Linked DNA regions of Xenopus tropicalis: region 2 is linked to region 1. The links are chromatin contacts, called in public Hi-C maps. All regions are on one chromosome and are shown on one strand. The core of a region is the stretch at or near the end of the contact, and the rest is flanking DNA. Distances in the headings are between cores, read along the strand shown. Region 1 overlaps tnk2 (tyrosine kinase, non-receptor, 2). Region 2 overlaps slc51a (organic solute transporter subunit alpha).

What was found. Hi-C and Micro-C count contacts between places; a contact is called where the count stands out from the background.
Region 2: a Hi-C map of gastrula embryo shows a contact between it and region 1, with 1.7 times the contacts expected there. The contact joins two enhancer-like sites. A contact is called at or near these places in 3 of 5 Hi-C or Micro-C datasets (brain, gastrula embryo and tailbud embryo).

Annotation. Positions count from the first base shown.
Region 1 is chr5:102,683,988-102,687,378 of UCB_Xtro_10.0, forward strand. The region is part of intron 12 of tnk2 (tyrosine kinase, non-receptor, 2); the gene reads right to left. Among named protein-coding and RNA genes, the nearest start is that of tnk2, 39 kb to the right of the region's middle. Within about 2 kb of position 1,689, at least 3 of the 11 cell types and tissues checked have an H3K27ac peak or open chromatin away from gene starts, as enhancers often do. A contact at or near this core is called in gastrula embryo, where this site is marked.
Region 2 is chr5:102,860,943-102,864,333 of UCB_Xtro_10.0, forward strand. It overlaps slc51a (organic solute transporter subunit alpha), which reads left to right. Exons shown (of 9, transcript XM_002934046.5): 2 at 915-1,009; 3 at 2,146-2,300. Among named protein-coding and RNA genes, the nearest start is that of slc51a, 8.6 kb to the left of the region's middle. Within about 2 kb of position 1,834, at least 2 of the 11 cell types and tissues checked have an H3K27ac peak or open chromatin away from gene starts, as enhancers often do. A contact at or near this core is called in gastrula embryo, where this site is marked.

The DNA of each region.
Region 1 (3,391 bases), core at 439-2,938:
ACAGGATTTCTTGTCTCCTTCCTTGTCTCTGTAATTCCTGTGCCAGAGTCTGCTCAGCTTTCTCCCCTCTCCTGCTCCCCCTCTCTCAAGAATGCTAAGTACCCCTCCCCCTTAGGAATGTGTGATCTGAGCCAATCAGCAGAAACAGGGTCAGACTAGGGTGTGGAGGGCCCACCGGGGCCCGCGCCCTGCAGCAGCTCCGTGCACTTCCTGTTAGATTACCATCAATTAGACACACAGAACAATGCTATTGTGAACAATGCTATCTGCCCTTACAGCCCATGCGCCAACCACCTGGAAAACCCAAAAGTCAACCTTGTATGGCATACTGTATTTTCACAATACACCGGGCTTATTACCCAGATCTAGATATGGAGTATGATTGGCAGGGCCACTAGCAACTGCTTAAATATTTCTCGCAAACTGTATGTGGTGCAAAGAATCCCCACAAGCGCAGGTCAGCTTGGTTATTGAAAGAGGTCCATGAGCTAAGCATGCTAATATTAAGGTTACTATATAGAATGGATAAAGCTTGCAGGAGTATAAAGTCTTTTGAGAGACCCCTTTTCTCAAGAAGAACAAAACATAATGATATGAATGTGGTTTTCTTTTATGCAGGGGGAAAGAAATGTTGCTGCCTTAGTAAACAGTAATATGTTTTATTATTCTATTGTTTCCATGTAGTATTGTCTCTGGCAGTGGTGATACTGAACTGTTTTGTTTAGGATCCCACCACCAATACATGCCCATTTATATTGGTGAGCCCCAAAAACACTTTATTTTACATCATAACAGAACAGCATCAGCACAACAAATGTTATTTAAAGTGGACACCATAGAAATACACCTTCTTTAGGCAGTCTGTTACAAAAACTAGGAAGAAATACAATAGCATAAATCATTTGCTTTGGTAGTTAAAAAAGATCATCCTTAAATCACAATGTTTTAAAGATGCACAATATCCTCTAAAAAATTTCAGCTATAAACATGTGTAAAAGATGGGTACATCAGATACACTGCCACTGTATGTTGTGTTAAATCCTGTGTAAGATGATTTTACGGTTCTGGTGCAAGTGTAAATACTGTGTAGAAGCATGCTGTTCTTTCCACTTGTGCCAATTTCTTTATATTGGTGTTACACTTCCAAAGTGAAATAGAAATCTTGTAGGGTAGGCACTCACGTGTAAGGAGAATACTTTGCCTGGGTGCAGTCATGAAATGTTTGTAAGTTTTAGGACTTATAATATTTAAAACAATTTCTTATTGAGGGAGACTGATGTTTTGGCCCCACCAGGGCCTTTATCACCTTTGATAAAGGTCCTGGAGGGGCCAAAGCAGCAGTCTCCCTCATAAAAATTTTTTGGGATATTATAAGTCCTGTGAAGTGCAGAATTCTTCCATCGGAGAGCAGAAACATTGATGATATTTATAGAATAAAGCACTTGTGTGAAACACAGATATTTAGAGTGCGGACCACTTTCACTGTATGTATTATATTTTTTGGTTTTAGGCACCCATTTTTAAGGGAGTGCAGCTTTTTTTTTATCATTTCTGTGTGTGTGTGTATATATATATATACATACTGAGTTGTAACTTGCTTTGCATAAAACTATACACAGCTTTTTACTGGTGTGGTATGTCTACAATCAAGTTCTGTGGAATGCAGTTCACTTTGTGGTCATTAGATGGCGCAGTTAGCTTAGAAATGATCTACGGTCATGCCCTGTACAAAAACTAGCAATGTTGTGCTGTTCTGGGTTGGTGATAATGATTTCCTTGCTTTCTTTGCACTAAGATTGAAATATTATAGCGAATGACCTCTTGCTAGGGTTCCAACAATGCCACTGTCCACCAGAAATATCAGTGGTACACTTCAGTTCTCATCTATAAAATGTCTTCTGCTATATTTATGTACTCCATATGGGGATTTATCTACAAAATCCTTACTTGTTTGATTTAAAAAAGACAAACGTGTGATGGCACACAGGGAGATCTGTGGTCTGCAGTTACATCTGTGCTAATGTGGGTGACAAGTCTTCTGAAAATGCTTTCCCTCAGGCTACATACATTATTGCCAGTTGCAATCCAAAATGCCGCGGTAGCACAGACTTAACTGTGGGCAACAAATCTCCCAGTGGCCATTACCCTTCAGCTCTTGGCAATTAACAATTTGATGACGCATTAAGACAAGTTCTGTATTCGATCTGAGTGTTGTTACCAAATATGTATAATTTTATAAATTTATAGATCACCATACCCAAAATAATCTTTAAACTGCAAGATAAAAATCCTGTAAAATTGCAAACTAAATCCAGGCTCATTAACTGTAACCTTTAAAAGTAGATAACCCACTAAACATTAAAATGATTACTTTTTTCCTATCATATTGCCAAATAAAGTTAGAACAAAACCCCACTTATCAACAATCCACATGTGCTGTACTATGTATCCCACGTGCTCATAAGTACAAGAGAAAGTTCCAGAATATAAAAGTTCTATAAAAGAAATGTTTGAAAACCCTAATGTAACATCACAGAGACTAGATAATAAAATGTTCATATCATTTTTCATTGTTACTCTGTTTCCTGAAAGCATAACATACTACAGGTATCTCTGAATGTTAAAGGGCATGTAAAGCCTACATTTGACCTCCATCCTCTTGTGTCTTTGACTCTTATCTTATTGCAAATGTATCTTTTATTTATTTGTGTTTATTGTAATACTTTGTATTTATCTATCTTAATAATCCCCTGTTTATATTAATGTATTCTACTGTACAGCACTGCATACATAAGTAGCGCTTTATAAATAAAGGCATACATACATACCTTTATGTGCTAGACTGGGGGCGTGTTGAATAATCTGCGCTTAAAACAACTGAGCATGCCCACAAGCCAGAAGTCAAAGCAAATTCCTGAGGGAGGGGGCCGAGTGGGTTACAGGAGGAGAAGGAAATCTAAGTGATTAAGGAGATGTTACAGCCTTAGGAAAGCATGTAATATGGGAGAAGCTGCTGAGATGAGGGGCTTCCACAAAATTTCTGAAAATAAGCTTGTAAAATTGATAATGGATATATTACAAACCTTTGACCACAGAAATACACCTTCTCTGCCTCATGCATTATGAGAAGACAAACATGATAAATATGGATGTCTCAAGTCTCCTGAGTCGCCTGACAGGGCATGAGAACTGTGCCTAGTTACAAAGCTGAGATCCACTTGGTTTAACAATTTTATAGTGCAGGATTAGTTATGTTTTTTTTTCTTCAGGTAAAATGTCAATGCCTAAAGAACAAGAATTCTCAAAATAGTAACATGTAATAATAACAGTTAAGAAGGTGCTAGATATGGCGCAGCTGCATTCTGCTTCCTTGTTCTGCCTGTTTCTTTTA
Region 2 (3,391 bases), core at 584-3,083, 180 kb after region 1:
CGACTTTTTCGTTACCAATACGATTTGCGCGAAAAAACGCGAGTTTTTCGTAGCCATTCCGAAAATTGCGCAAAATCTGGCGATTTTTTCGTAGCGTTAAAACTTAAAAGGTGCGATGTTTCGCGCAAGTTTTAACGCTACGGAAAAATTGCAACTTTTTGTGCAAGTTTTAATGCTACGAAAAATCGCCAGATTTTGCGCAACTTTCGGAATGGCTACGAAAAACTTGCGTTTTTCGCACAAATCGTATTAGTAACGAAAAAGTCGCGATAATTTTCCGAAAAAATCGCAAAATACCGATCATTACGAAAAAAACGCAATCGGACGCATTCGGCCCGTTCGTGGGTTAGTAAATGTGCCCCTTAGTATATGAAATAATACCCTGCTGGATAGCCAAAGTTACAAAAAGCTGAAGTAGGGCTAGGCAGACAAAAAAAGGCATATGCCTTGCTCCACCTTTACTGTTGCACCCTAGGCCTGTGCCTCTTCTGCCACCCCTAGTTGCCACCATTGTTTGGCATTTCTTGTCCCACTTACCCAAGCAACCAAGAATAGGTTTCCATGACATACTGCTGCAACCAATAGCATTTTAATTCTTAGGTTGTAGTGAAAGGCAATTTATAAAACATAACATAATATATATATAAAATATATATATATATAATATATACATTTTTCAAAGTACCATCACATCCTACTAAAGGTTATTTGTAGGAGAACCTTCCCCATTTTATCTTATACTTACTTGTATAGTACTGGCTTTTATATTTCTACTATATGGGTGTGTATATACTGTATATTAATAACTGAAGGCACCTACATTAATTAATGGCAGTTCTGTAATCTGCATTTGCTGGCACATTATGGCTTTCTCCTAAAAAAGGCATTGATGTTTTCCCTTCTTTGTCTTGCAGAATCCCACGACAGCTAGTGGACTTTCTGATTGCCAATTACAGTGTTCCAAAAGCTTGCTTCTCCAAACCTCCTGCCGCTTCTCAGCTGCCGCAGCGTACGTGTTATAATACATTCAGTTGGTGACAACTAGAATACAATGAGTTGAAGTTCATGTAGGCAAAAACATTGTGGACTATGGAAAACATGGTCATTAGTAGTGAAAAATGTCTTATATATTGCATAGGAAGAGATGCTGGATTCATATATGTCTTTGTTTCTAACAATCTTGCTGAATTTGTATAAACACGTAGTTTAGTGTTTGCGATAAATTATTTCAAATTTAATTTCACTGAGGTATTGGGTATAAATAGGCAACATTTTAGTGGAGTGTGAAAATAGCAAGGAAGGTAACCCTGCCGATGTGTTGACACCCTATGCGAAGGGCAATGTGCCAGCTCTGGAATTTATAAACACCACTGGTTGGGAATTTTTAATGTGCACCCCATAGTGTACAAACATTCACCAGCACCGAACTGGTATACATGCTGGGTGTGACGTCAATGTTCTTAGGGTGAAGACACACTACTAATTGTCTCTACATGTATTTTAGCAGAGGCAATTCTCATTCTGCTTTACCTTGATTAAACCCTGTCAGCTTTGCCCTGCTATTGCTTCTGGACATTGTGTTCATTAACCTTTGCAGTGCTGAACTTTGGTCATTCTCCCTACCTAAACTTTCCTATGTCTGTTCTTGCTTTTTTGTTGGTTCTGCTTATTAAAAGCTACTTTAGTCGTTAACTCCTGCCTCAATTCCTGTTTCCCAGCCAGCTTGCTCCTTGGTCCCTATACCAAACAATAAAACCAGTAGCCTGTATGACCCCACTGTGGCCCCCTGGAAGCCATAATCACAACTAATCACAACACAAGCTCTGGTTAGGGAAACAATAGCTTTTTTTGAAAAAAAAAGCCCCCTGCAGCCCTAGGCTGCCCACACTGGGTGGGAGCTCTCGGTGCAGGCAGCCATGTTGTGACACTCCCATGCACATAAGTGCAACAACTCGCTCATTATTCACATGTGTGTGAACAACTCGCTCATTATGCGCACGCACACTAAAGAACATAGTTGTTAATGATTTTCAGTTTAATTTGAATAATAAAAAGACCCATTATGTGGCAAAGCCCAGGTGCATTCTGAAAAACAAATCCCATTTGTATTTGTTTCTGTGCCTTAACATGTGTTCAATTTTTCAGAACTGGACACACTGCACCTCTGCACTTTTGGAATCCTGACCATACTTGTCATAATATCATTGATCCTATACTTGGAAGAAGCTTTCTACCTCAGAAAGAAAGTGCTCTGCCCGGTCAAGAGGAAAACCCTTCTGTGGAGCAGTGCATCACCCACGGTAAGAGGGCAATACATCTGCGACTGGCAAATGTCAATCAAGATTTGTAAATGTTCCTTCTTTGTCTTACAAGAAGCTCACATATTATTCATTCTCTTTATACCAAAACTACCTTTGGTTGACATTTCTTGCCTAGGTTTCTCCACTTACTGTTATATATGTTATGCCTCTAGAGGACACAGCACGCAATTAACTTCAGTGGCAAAACAATGTGTATTATTGTTCCATGTGCAACAGTTAAGCCTGGTTCATCTATAACAGTGCTGTCCAACTTCTGTGGTACCGAGGGCCGGAATTTTTCCGACCTACGTGGTAGAGGGCCGATAATGGAAGCCAGTTTTGACCACTCCCCTTTTTGAAACCGCACCCACTTGAAACCACACCTGTGTTATCACATGACCATACCCATATTAATGGTTGTAGTACAGCAAATACCTGCCATACTCTGCCTTCCCTACCCTGCCTCTGTGTGCCATACTCTGCCTTCCCTACCCTGCCTGTGTGGGCCATACTCTGCCTTCCCTACCCTGCCTGTGTGTGCCATACTCTGCCTTCCCTACCCTGTCTGTGTGTGCTATACTCTGCCTTCCCTACCCTGTCTGTGTGTGCCATACTCTGCCTTCCCTACCCTGCCTGTGTGTGCCATACTCTGCCTTCCTCACCCTGCCTGTGTGTGCCATACTCTGCCTTCCCTACCCTGCCTGTGTGTGCCAAACTCTGCCTGCCCTATCCTGCCTGTGTGTGCCATACTCTGCCTTCCCTACCCTGCCTGTGTGCCATACTCTGCCTGCCCTACCCTGCCTGTGTGTGCCATACTCTGCCTGCCCTACCCTGTGTGCAGGGTTTATTTGTGGGTTTCTGAGGTCTGAGGTGTGAACAGGGGAACAATGGGGGTGATTACAGCCTGAGCCTGAGGTGTGAACACTGCAGGGGGTGAACAATGCAGGAATTAAAAGGTGTGAACAACACAGGGATTACATGTTTAAACAATACAGAGGGTTTACAGCCTGAATCTGAGGTGAGAACCATGCAGGGGGGCAGTTAATCACAGTACTGATACCATTTAAAGCTTGCACAAGAGTAAGCCATCA